Linked DNA regions of Sus scrofa: regions 1, 2 and 3 are each linked to region 4. Evidence: chromatin contacts called from public HiChIP or PLAC-seq data. All regions are on one chromosome and are shown on one strand. Each heading gives the region's core, a stretch centred on a gene start, on an enhancer-like site or on the middle of the called end of the contact. The rest is flanking DNA. Distances are from core to core; before and after follow the strand shown. Region 1 holds the start of TRAPPC13 (trafficking protein particle complex 13). Region 2 holds the start of PPWD1 (peptidylprolyl isomerase domain and WD repeat containing 1). Region 3 holds the start of NLN (neurolysin). Region 4 holds the start of SREK1 (splicing regulatory glutamine/lysine-rich protein 1).

Region 1 (3,098 bases), core at 171-2,670, 430 kb before region 4:
GTCAACTTCATCAGAACCGGGGGCCTAATTTTTATTTTTTTTTTTTTTAAGTCCTCAGCTATTCTAATATGAAGTCAGGAATAAGAATTTTCAATAGCACAGATTATAAATCTTCCTAGCTTATTCTATAAACCACTGAAATCAGTTCTCCCTTCCGAATCTCTATTTATCTATATATGGAAAAACGAATTCCACATATTTCAATTGATTTCTTAGTAAATACATTTTAGAGCATCTACACATGATACAATTTCAAAGTTCAGTCATAGGGCAATTCACATTCCCCAGAGTTAATGGGACTTTTGGAGACTTCTCAAAAGTGCTGACAAACTGTACTACAAAAAGAAAGGAAGGAGCAGGTCAAGCAAAAATAGAGCTCTCATTACAGAAGTAATACGATAGTGAAAAGTGTACTTTAAAGCCAGTCAGCTGTGGCTCCACTATACAGTGTTATTCGAAACTTTAGTTTCCTCACCCGTAAAACGAGAATCAACATTTACCTCTAATAGATATTAACGATCTTACATACCTAACGTAGTACCTGGCAATAATAATGGCTCAATTTAATTTAAAAAAAAAAAAAAAAAAAAAGGCTAATCAACGCCTGTTGGGCTGAACTACAAGCAGAGGACCTGGAGAAAGACCAGCCCAGGTCACTCTAACATGTCGATAGGCTCCTTTTCACAAATGTCCCCGTTGGCGACTCCAAGCAGAAGACTAGCATGACCAGGAGACCATGCAACCTCAGGCCTCAGGAAGGGAGGGCAAAGCTTGTAAAGCCGAGAGGGGCCCAGAGGGCCGCGCATACCGGCCCCCAACAGCCAGGGCCGCTGTAGTGCCGCCAGATCTCCGGCATGAACTGGAGGCAGATGGCGGAGAACAGAGTACGCAAGGTCCCTCACCTTCACCACCGCTGTCCCCCGGCTGCCCTGACGACCACTGTCTAGTCCCGCACCAGGCCTGTTTACAACCAGGGCAGCCATCCTAGGAGGTGCAGTGCCGCAGAAGCAGCAGTCAAGGCCTTCACTAAGAGGCGGGGTAGAGCCACCTACCCAGAAGCCTAGGCGCTCGCTGCTGGTGCACAGGCGCAGTACGACGCGGAGAAGCCGCGGGGCCGACTTCTTCGCTCCTCCTTCTGGCACTCGTTTGCTGATTGGCTGCACACTCTTCAGTGGATGCGCTTTGTTATTTTGTTATTATTGAGGAGTCTGAACTTGATAGAAGGAACAAAATTAAGGGAAAAAAGAGAGGATAAAACAGAAGAAAATTGTTGGGATGAAACTCCTACCCCAGCAATGACTTCTTCCCTCTAACGAACGGAGACCGGGGACTACATCTCCCTGCATGCCATGCGGCTTTTAAACTACAAATCCCAGCGTGCCACATTTATATCAATTACTCTGCAGTGTAGGTATTTGGGAGGTTGTGTATTGTTACCGTGGAGTGCTTTCTTGAAAGAGCGGCGTGTGGCTGTGGCTGGAAAATAGAGAAGTATTTTATGTATAGGCCTGTAAGAGGCAAGAGATGACTTTGGTAAAAAGGAGCCGTTGGGTCAGTAAAGGACGTGGTTAGAAGAGTATATAAGGCGCTACCGGCAGACAGAAACTGTTGGGAGTGTCTTTAATGCCTTGTCTTCACGGACGTGCGCTTTTCTGTTTTCTTCCGGGCTGTTTGAACCGCTTCAGCCTCCGTAGGCAGTGGCTCCAAAGTGCCGGTCACAATGGAAGTGAATCCCCCCAAGCAGGAGCACCTGCTGGCCTTGAAAGGTAAACTTTGCGAACCCGGCTCCCAGTAATCTGTTTTCTCCCCTTCTCTCACTAGTTCTCGAAGCTTCATGGCACATAGACCTGCCTCTGGAATGTAGGCCTCGTCCTTCTTAAGCACTGTCAGTACTCGTCCTCCTCTCTGTCCTTGGGCGCCCAGCGTGAGGAAGCCGTTTCCTCGCTTTGGGTTTTGAGTTTGAGAATCGCCCTGTAAAATGGAATAGATACGTGGTAAATTACTTACTCTGTTATATGCTGCTGCAGTCACCGGAGAGATTTTTGGCAGTAGTTGACCTCCCTACCCTGGGGAGAGCCCTGTCAAATGAGACCATTAACAGCGGGTATCTAAAGTGGTTTTTTCCTCTGTCTCTTATCTCTTGACGCGGCAATGACAGTGTTACCAGGCTTCAGCTTCATTTGTGAAATTTAGTCTAGTTATTGTGCCAAGGATTTAAAAATACGTAATACCACAACATATAATTTAGGTTTGTTAAAAATCACTGCAGTTTACTTCAAAGTATTGTGTATATGGGAATATTCGTGTCAGTTTTCATTTTCTGTACACAGCAAACAACTTCGAGTACGTTTGATCATTTAATTGATTATTATTTAGGGGAAACTAGCAGGGCTTACTTTTCTGGAATTGTTTTCTGAAACTTTTTATTTGAAATGCTTTCAGCTTTATTTCATCTATTTTTTATTACCACAAATGCATTTATTTCTTGTATGCACTACTATGTGGTTACCAATATCTTCTTGAACTGGGCTGTGAAAATGTTCCCTAGGCCCATGAATTCAGTTGAATTGCATTTACCTTCCTTGTGGTATCCATTTTGAGGGACCCTTATCCCCTCAGTGACAGTGTAAGCAGCAAACATTACAGAAGCTCACCGGTTTCATTTGTAACGTAAAATCATACACTGATAGTTGGACATATCAGAACTGTCTGACCGTAGAACTAAGAAACTGAAATGTTAACTAGTATAGCAATAGGACCTATAAGCTTAGCCTGAGCAAATGACCTGGACTGAAATGACTTATTCCTGAAGAAAGAAGAAACTATCCTGTTCTTTATCTCAGGCTCACATCAAGTATATGGAATAGATATTACTTAACTCTCAGAAGTTAAACTTTATCGAGACCACAGAGCTAGTAAGTGATTAAGGTAATATTTCAACACAAAGCCTTCATCTTTCCAAGACTCCCTTTTGCCTTCTAATGAAAGAAACAGCATTTTCTAACATCATTCCCTTACTGACTCTACTTTGCTGGGAGTTTGGAGCAGTTCTATTAGCTGATTGAGGTCATTTTATACAAATTGAAAGCTATTAAACA
Region 2 (3,064 bases), core at 131-2,630, 500 kb before region 4:
TCTCACATGATCTCACATGATATCTCACTTATCTGTAAAATATAAATATAAATAAACAGAAAAAAAAAAATCAAGCTCATACATACAAAGAACAGACTGGTGGTTGCCAGAGCAGGGGTAAGGAGCAAATAAGTGAAGAGGGTTGAAAGGTACAAACTTACAATTATAAACTAAATCATGGGAACATAATGTTCAGCATGTTGAATACGGTTAATAATACTGTATTGCATATTTGAAAGTTGCTAAGAGAGAAGACTTTAAAAGTTCTCACCACAGGGGAAAAATAATTCTGTAACTATGTACAGTAATGGATGTTAGCTAGACTTACTGTGGTCGTCATTTCACAATATATACAAAAATCGAATCATTATAGTGTATATCTGAAACTAATATATTGTATGTCAATTTTACTTCAAAAAAAAATTTTTTTTTTTTTGCCTTTTCTAGGGCCGCTTCCACGGCATATGGAGGTTCCCCGACTAGGGGTCTCATCGGAGCTGGACCCACCGGCCTACGCCAGAGCCACAGCAACGCGGGATCCGAGCCGTGTCTGCGACCTACACCACAGCTCACGGCAACGCCGGATCCCTAATCCACTGAGCAAGGCCAGGGATCGAACCCGCAACCTCATGGTTCCTAGTGGGATTCGTTAACCACTGAGCCACGACGGGAACTCCTTACCTCAATTTTTTAACAGAGAATTTTGTAGTTTTTTTTACCACAATTAATTTTTTTTCTTTTTTAAAGAAGAGAGCTTAAGTCCAGAAGGTCACTAAGGGATGGAAACCTTGACCACAGTGAAGGCAGAAGGGTGGATGGTGCTGCTCGGTAACTTAGGTTACTAGGCCTGGTTTTCTGCCCCGCCCCTCGCTCTCCCCCACAATAACAAGCGCTCACCACTTTCTTCAGAGACCGTGTGAAATAATCAAGAAGCTGAGGAAAAAAGTCCTATTTGAAGCACCTGAAGGGAGGCCTGCAAATTAACCAGTTCTTTAAATTCCCCCACCCTTGCGTCTTTCTCGCCTAACAGTCGGGGTTCTAGAGTGAAGAACGGGACTCAAGGCCTGGCTGGCCGTTAGGTAGTTCCTCGGACGTAAGCGTCCCACTACCGGGGTCATAGCTCGATGCCAACCCGGGGGCAAGTTTCAAACATAAGGGCGCGCTTCCCGGTCCGTCGCTTACCACCGCAGGGCCGCAAATTCAGGTCTCCTCAGCCTACCGGAGTCGCGGCTCCGCGCCCAGAACCTCCGCGCGCTGCTTACTGATTGGAACTGCTCCCACCCATCCCAGCCAATCCCGTAATGCTCTCCGCCGCTGACGCGAGGGCTGCGCCGCTGATTCAGGATTGGTAGCGGAGCTGTGAGTGTCGCACTTTTTCTGACGATTCGGACAACATGGCGGCAGAAAGCGGCAGCGATTCACAGCTGAGCAAGAGAAGGCGCCGGGTCCCGGAGGAACCAGAAAAAACGGAACTCAGCGAAAGAGAGCTGGCAGTGGCAGTGGCAGTGACCCAAGAAAATGAAGAGGAAAGTGAAGAACGCTGGGTTGGGCCTTTACCTGTAGAGGCAACATTGGCCAAGAAGAGGAAAGGTAGCTGAGATAGGCACAGAGCGAGTTGGAATGCTGCGTCCCTTGCGTGGTAGAGTTCAAGCCAGATCTCAAAACGGGGATGTGTGATTGTGGGGGTTTGTGCCCTCGGAACAAAGGGTCGTCTTTTCACTTCTCGCTCTTTTATGCTCCCGAAATAGTGATTTGGGCTGAGTAACGCGTCTTTTAAATAATATCTAACAGTATTTATCACCGATTTGTTACAATAGCTGCTAAAGCTTAACGCCGATACTTAGTTGTTTGGCCCCTCTTGTTTAATACATGCATCAGCCATGTGAGGTTGGAATTTTTAACTTATTTAGCAGATATAGAAATGAGTACTGGTTCTATTTAAGGCTTTTAGCTCTAGAGTGGTGTATGGGGCCGCCAGGGAAGGTGGTGCCTATATCAGAATCTTGAAGAATAGAGAAGTATTATTTCAGTCCTAACTTTTACACTGCTGCGTTTTCTGACCTAATTAATAAGTTTCCTGGATCACAGATTTTTTTTTATCTTAAAACCGAGGTCTGTGGTTTTCAAACTACTCATGAGGTACCATGGCCTGAAGCATTTTGCCCCTAACGTGGAATAGTGACAGAATTTTATCAAACAAGAGGAGTGGTGAAGGGGATAGATTTCTCAAGTTCTTTGAAATGTTTTCCTTGAACGTATCACACCATTAAAATATGATCTTTCTAGAAGTTCAGATCTTTACTATTCTCCCTTCTTAAAATTCTTAAGTGATTTCTCATTATTTTCAAAACAATGTCCAAACTCCCTAACATAACATACAAAGCCCTTCTTGATATGATCTCTCCTTAACCTCCCTCAGCACATTTCCATTACTTCCCTCTCCCAAAAACTTGTAGCTCCTTCTTACTCATAGGTATCCTGGTGTCTCTACCTGGAATGATTTCCCTCACCCATTTCAACTAGCTAACTATTGTTCAGCCTTTAGCAGTCAGTTGAGCTATAAACTCCTTTAGGAAACTTGCGACCTCTCCAGTCAGGGCTGGGTTTCTAAAGCACGTTGATCATAAATCTGAGGTATGTTTATCACACTGAATTTATAGTTAGCCTTCAAATTTTGTGTATTTGAATTTTGAAGAAGCTACTTTTTTGAACACTGTACACCAACACCCTGAAAGTGCATTATCTTTTTCACTGATAGTCTTCCTGTTAAATGTCCTTATAGCAAGTGTTTCCTCATTGCACTTGCTGTGTTTTATAATTATATATTTATTCATGTGATTGTTTGATTAATGTTAAGACTGTTAAGACTGTAAGAATGGAGTTCCTGCTGTAGTACATTGAGTTAAGAATCTGACCGCAGCAGTTGGGTCTCTGCAGAGACATGGGTTCTATCCCCAGTGGGTTAAAGAATCCAGCATTGCCACAGCTATGTAGTAAGTCACAACTGCAGCTCACATTGAATGCGTGGCCCAAGAACTTCCATGTGCCACAGGTGCAACCATTA
Region 3 (2,869 bases), core at 147-2,646, 350 kb before region 4:
TGAAGATTATTAATTGCAAGGGTCATCAAATTAGATTAAAAGTAAAAAGCAAAAACAAAAACCTGTATTACCCTCATTTCTTTCTCTTTTCAAAGAATCAACAGAGCACAAAATATCAATATGGTAATATATGACATTGTTTCATTTACCCTCAGTAATATTAGGTTATGTTAAAACTTGCAAAAATAAAATTTTTCTCAAAATTTGTACAACATAAGCGTAGATTCTCACTGAACAGCTATAACTTAACTATACATATGGTACAGATCCAGAAAAGGATAGGGGTATAGAGATAGAGATGAAGAAATCCCCAAAAGGCTTTAGTACCAAGTTGAAGGAGATTTCATACTGCTGACTCAGAAGCTGATCCACGCTGAGCATCTTCCTCTATTTCATGAGACTTTTTAAAATGTATGCATAATTTACACTCCACCTACTTTTATAGGAGGAGACAGTTATGTGACATGCAAATATATTACTGAAAGGTTGTTCAACCATTGAGTGTCATTTGTAATAAAAATGGTATTTCTATTTCGTCAACAGACATGTCAGAAAATCATTAGGTCGATGGATACTACAATCCCAGAGATGCTCTCTGCAGTAGCTGTGCTCTCGTGGACAAAGTGGAAGCTCCCGGTCATGTTCATTCACATGGAATACTATCGCATCCAAACAGTGGCGCAGGGCCAGCCGGCATTAATGGCTTATTTCCACTAAAGCGCATTATCTATCTGCTCCCCATGTTCCCTAATTCAAAGCCAGGGTGTGGTACCCACCGCTAGGATGCTTATTATTTGTGTGCTTATTTTAAAGACAAGCCCAGCCTCCAGGCCATGGGGTTGAAAGCACTAAATAAGGCCCCAGAGCAGAAGGTTGAAAAAAGAATGGGGTGGGGGGGGGAGTGAGGGGATGCAGAAGGGAAATGGAGAAGTCCAACCTCCTCCAGGCTTCTCTCCCTTCCTGTCCCCAGAGCACATAGACCTCCTTCTCCCTCCCTTCGGTACCCGGGCCTCGCCTTGGCCCTGACAAGGTTTGCTGCGGGTGCGCGGTGCAGGCCGGGTCTGGGGCGGCGGGAGACGCACCCTTCCCAGAGAGAAGCCCCTTACCAGGCAAGAGGACGCGAGACGGTGGCAACGGGCCCCGGGGGTCTGTAAGCCGGTCCGCCTGCCCCCTGGTCCTCGGGCTTGAGTCTGGCCACGAATCGCAGCACTGCCCACGGTGGCACAAACTTCCCCGGCTCCCAGGCCGCCGCCGCCGCCCCTCAGCCCACCCGGCTGTGCTCTCCGCTCCCAGACGCCGGGTCTTGACAGAACCGCCCCCCGGGCGGTGCTAGAGGCACGGGGCGGGGTTCAGGCCTGGGCGGGGCCTGGGCGGGCCTGAAGTGGGCGCCGGCGTGGGACTGCCGCACGTGGGAAGGCGCGGGCAGAGCGGGCCGCAGCCGCCGCTGTTGCCTCCTTTGCTAGGCCGCCGCAAGGCTTGCCAGCGCCCCGCATACCCCACCCCCAAACCAGAGGACAGCGCGCCCGGAGCCGCCGTCGCCTCTCGGCGCTCCCATGATCGTCCGGTGCCTTTCGGCTGCGAGACGCCTCCACAGGTACTTCCTGAGCGCGGTTTAACCTTGACCGTGGGCGGGGCGGGGTCTTCCGCCCGGTTCGAGCCAGGCGTACCGGCCCAGCCTTTACCGACAGCACCCCTGTGACGCTCCTGGAACCCTCCCTTTCTACAGCCCACATGGTCTACCCCGACGGACACCTGGCGCGGGAACTTGGGGCCACCTTTTCTTCCTCTGCTCCCTTGGGAGGGCATCCATTCCCCTTTGTTTGGGACTGCCTCAGCTGCAAGCAGGGAGACTGGTCGCAAGCCCGGCCCAAAACGAATTCAGAAAGACGGTCGGGGTAAGAAAATTATTTGACTTTCACCCCCATCAGAACTGCAGACCTATCGTTGAAAGTGCTTACAGCTGTTGACTCGAGTAACAATTCTCCTTTACCCTTCATGCCCATCGTTAGCATATAAATCGTTTAACATCCACATGGGATGAAACCTCTAGGGTTTTGCTGCTTATATCTGTCCATGCTTCTAATTTCCTTTTTATTTAACTTACTCCTCATAAAACATTCGGCCTCTTGCCGGGGCAAATTGGCTTGGCCCAAAATGGAGGAAATGATTGTTTGGACACGGTTTGGGGCAGCCACAGCTGCTGTTTTGGATTGCTTCCTAGCGCCCTAGCCACACCCCCTCTGCAAGATGGTGTGAGAATTAAATTCTTTGCACGGATGCACTGGATGGAGTGGTTTTCAAAAACAATGCCACTACCACCCCCATTTCCAAATCTGGCCTTGACCTGAAAATCCAACAGAAATAGGGAAAAGTGTGTTTCTTGCTAGATCCTTATAAAACTACTTTGGACCATATCGCTGAGCATGTAAGCTTTTTAACAGTTTGCTATTGCACCTTGCCACTCATCTGTGTGGAGCTTTGTACTGTTCAGTCCTCATAGTTTGGGGCATCCAGGGACACTAGTAATCATAAAGAGTTAATGTGATGATTTTGACCATATTTCAGGCTGTCCTTTTAGTCTGGAGGCTGCAAGTGGTATAGCTGTCAAAAGAAGCTGTACCAACAAATGAAGAAATACATATCTTTATATGACACAGGTGTGAAAAGAAAGAATAAATTTTATATAAGGCAGTTCTTAAACTCTTTAGTCTCAGGGCTCCTTTACTGGTCAAAAATTACTGAGGACGTAGGAGCTTCTGTGGTGTGTGTTATATTTTCCAAGTGTACCATATTAGAAATGAAATCAGGAAGATTTTTACAGTAATAGTTTATTTTTGAAACAATAATAGGAGTTCCCTGGTGGCCTAGA
Region 4 (3,031 bases), core at 68-2,567:
TCCTTTCCACCAACATTGCTTCTTTATTGGCTTTAGAACTGGGAGCAGCTGGACTTCACTTTAAGTAACACTAATATCCTGGTGTTTTTAGCAGAAAAGTCTAAGTACTGGAAAGTTGTCAAGCTTAAGGTGGTGGAAAGCAAGTTTTACAAAATTTGTTTTGGTGTGAAAATTCAAACAACCACATGAGTATTTTCTGGAGACATCCATCCTACTTGGGCACACAACAGGCATACTGGCCATTTCTTCATACATGTTAAGAGGTTTATGCTAGGTGCAGATTTAAAATTAATAACTTTTACTCCTTTGTCTTAAATTTGTCTTAAATTTTGTATGCCATGAATGCAAGGTGAAGAATACAGAATACCATGAATAGTTCGCTTTGACATCACTGCTTTGATTCCTGCTAAGGTGCCGGCAGTTAATCACTATCGTGTTTACACCATTAGTGCAACTGTCAACAAAGTGAAAAAGGTCAACAGTCTTAGCTTTATGAAAATGGTTTTGACTTTTTGGACCCACTGAAAAGGCCTGGAGGACCTCCAGGTTCTGAGGATGGTTTAGGAACAGCTGCCCTAGTTTCACATGAGTTACTTGTCTCTCATTAGGTTGCAAGGTCTGTGGACCGTCTACAACTGTCTTTTTTTTTTTTTTGTCTTTTTGTGTTTTCTTGAGCCACTCCCGCGGCATATGGAGGTTCCCAGGCCAGGGGACGAATCGGAGCTGTAGCCCACCGGCCTAAGCCACAGCCACAGCAACGTGGGATCCCAGCCGCGTCTGTGACCCACACCTCATCTCTCGGCAACGCCAGATCCTCAACCCACTGAGCAAGGGCAGGGATTGAACCCGCAACCTCATGGTTCCTAGTCGGATTCGTTAACCACTGCGCCACTACGGGGACTCTTATAATTGTTTTTTATGTGCCGTTGTCTAACAGTGTCTGGTACATAACAATAAATATTAATACTTGTGTGTGTAATGAGCTCATAAATAACAAATTATACATGACAACCTCATAGCCTTCATCTGTCTCCTTGCTTCAGTCTGAATGCACACGTTTTGTGAAATTTCCCAACTTTTTTCACAATTAGGACGCCACCCAATTTTTTAAATAGGTAGGGCGAGAGAGCTGCCTGTATATAATAATGACACGTTATAGTTTGGTCAAGTATTTATCTGTGATGCTCAGGTCATTACTCCTTCACAGCTCCACACCAGCAGGCTAGTCATCTAGGTTCCCCAGCTCTACCTAGTGTAAAGACGCTCACGTTTGCAGGAGCACAAGAATTTGATCGAGTTATAATTGGGGGAAGGGAGTTCCTGGATCAAAATCTGCGCAGGTAGAAGAGCAGCAGGAGAAACAGCCCCAGATACCTGCGCGCCCGGGCGCGCAGCCTCGCGAGATCCGCCGGGTTGCCGGGGCGACGCTTCCGCCTGGCGCGCGCAGACCTGGGAGCAGAGGAGTTGTGAAATAGGCGGCTAGACCGGCCCGCTGTCGTGAATTCGCCAGCGGGAGCGCGCTCGCGGCCGCGCGTTCTCCGCTTTCCCAGCTCCGTAGCTGACGCGTCGTAGACGTTGGGGAGCAGGCGGCAGCGGCAGCGGGGTCGGGATGAACAGCGGCGGCGGCTTCGGTTTGGGATTAGGCTTCGGCCTCACCCCTACGGCGGTGATTCAGGTGACGAATCTGTCGTCGGCGGTGACCAGCGAGCAGATGCGGACGCTTTTTTCCTTCCTAGGAGAAATCGAGGAGCTGCGTCTCTACCCCCCGGAGTAAGTGCTCGAGCTCGGCGGGGGGAGGGGCGCCGGCGCCTAAGACCTCGGGAACCCAGGCGTGGGGGAGAGCGCGGACGGGGGCGCGCGGTCTCCGTCACGTGACCGTTCGGGTTTACCTTGGTTTCCATGTTTGATTAGGGCGCAGCAGCCGGGGCCCCAAGCTTCTGCTTTCCTTTTAGTTGATCTCGGGGTGGGGTAATCTCTGCACGGCACCCTTACAAAGCATTTAGAGAGGTTGCCTTTTTCGTGTCTCACAGATTTATCGTCGCCGCCGGATGCTCGAATTCAGTGCCCCCCCCCCTTTTTCAATGCTCCTCTTTTTTTTCCCGAACTTAAGATGGCCGCAGGTGGGCCCGGAGTAGTCCTCATGGCTAATGCTTGGTAGCGTTTTTGCAATGGAAAATCGCGGAGGTTGCGCCCGAGAAACTGTTCAGTTCTTAGGGCCTCTGTGTCGGGCTGTCATTGCTGACGGGGAAGCCTGCGGTTGATGACAAGAAGGGCTATATTTGTTCCTGGGGCTGTGTTAACAAACTTAGCATCTTCTTGGTTCAGCTAATTGAGCCCATCCATGTTAAAGATCGTGTGTGTTCACCCTTTTGGCAACGGATTAAAATTTCCTCCTGGAAGGTCACGTTGTCCTAAATCTTCGGAAAAAGTAATAGCGCTGGATTATTCCTGCTGTATACTTTTACTTTTAAAAAGTCCAGATCTGGACTGGCATTTAGTTTCTTGGACACTTCCCAAGTGTATTTTGAAGTAAGATTTACCTTGTACAGTATTATCTACTCATATTTGTAAGGGGTCGAGGGTTGTTTACTTTTTTACAGGCATAAACTTTTTAAAGATAGAGCTTGGAGTCTGAAAATCCTCAGTGTTTTGTTCATTTTTCAAAATCCTTTGAAGGAAGGTATAGGAGTTGCCCATGATTTCTCTTCTTTTTTTAAAAAAAAGATTGTTTTTGATTTTTTAGTTTATTTCATAGTGATGCATGTAGACCTATTTTTCTTCACTTTTTTTAGTCTGTATATCTCTGCCACTGCATGGCTACTGATAAAAGTTGGCGCTTGGATTTTTAAGTTTTACTTAAATTTTCTTCAAATTTGTGTAAACATTTCATGTGTACAAAAGTTGAAAGATGTTTCCTTCACCTGCCTGCATTCATAGTTTGCCACAGTTGATTTCTTTCTTTGTGTCTCCCTTTCCCTCTCTCCACCTTTACACACACCCACCCTGCCCTCAAACCCCTTCCCTCCCTCAT

Evidence for each region. HiChIP or PLAC-seq counts read pairs in DNA pulled down with a chosen protein or histone mark.
Region 1: a contact with region 4 is called in an H3K27ac HiChIP or PLAC-seq map of alveolar macrophages. The contact joins the promoter of TRAPPC13 here to the promoter of SREK1 in region 4. A contact is called at or near these places in 2 of 5 promoter capture datasets (fetal liver and liver), 2 of 47 Hi-C or Micro-C datasets (heart right ventricle and skeletal muscle) and 2 of 2 datasets of contacts at active chromatin or transcription factors (alveolar macrophages and skeletal muscle).
Region 2: an H3K27ac HiChIP or PLAC-seq map of alveolar macrophages shows a contact between it and region 4. The contact joins the promoter of PPWD1 here to the promoter of SREK1 in region 4. A contact is called at or near these places in 1 of 5 promoter capture datasets (fetal liver), 1 of 47 Hi-C or Micro-C datasets (skeletal muscle) and 2 of 2 datasets of contacts at active chromatin or transcription factors (alveolar macrophages and skeletal muscle).
Region 3: a contact with region 4 is called in an H3K27ac HiChIP or PLAC-seq map of alveolar macrophages. The contact joins the promoter of NLN here to the promoter of SREK1 in region 4. A contact is called at or near these places in 1 of 5 promoter capture datasets (fetal liver) and 2 of 2 datasets of contacts at active chromatin or transcription factors (alveolar macrophages and skeletal muscle).

The regions. Positions count from the first base shown.
Region 1 is chr16:44,145,214-44,148,311 of Sscrofa11.1, forward strand. It overlaps TRAPPC13 (trafficking protein particle complex 13), which reads left to right and starts at 1,421. Exons shown (of 13, transcript NM_001244746.1): 1 at 1,421-1,766. The coding sequence starts at 1,721. It overlaps TRIM23 (E3 ubiquitin-protein ligase TRIM23), which reads right to left and starts at 1,078. Exons shown (of 11, transcript XM_003134013.5): 1 at 903-1,078. The coding sequence starts at 983.
Region 2 is chr16:44,079,254-44,082,317 of Sscrofa11.1, forward strand. PPWD1 (peptidylprolyl isomerase domain and WD repeat containing 1) reads left to right here and starts at 1,381. Exons shown (of 11, transcript NM_001244421.1): 1 at 1,381-1,590. The coding sequence starts at 1,395. It overlaps CENPK (centromere protein K), which reads right to left and starts at 1,311. Exons shown (of 12, transcript XR_002339607.1): 1 at 1,183-1,311.
Region 3 is chr16:44,224,310-44,227,178 of Sscrofa11.1, forward strand. It overlaps NLN (neurolysin), which reads left to right and starts at 1,397. Exons shown (of 13, transcript NM_214359.2): 1 at 1,397-1,594. The coding sequence starts at 1,554. SGTB (small glutamine-rich tetratricopeptide repeat-containing protein beta) reads right to left here and starts at 1,587. Exons shown (of 11, transcript XM_003134011.5): 1 at 1,107-1,587.
Region 4 is chr16:44,577,214-44,580,244 of Sscrofa11.1, forward strand. SREK1 (splicing regulatory glutamine/lysine-rich protein 1) reads left to right here and starts at 1,318. Exons shown (of 11, transcript XR_002339775.1): 1 at 1,318-1,770.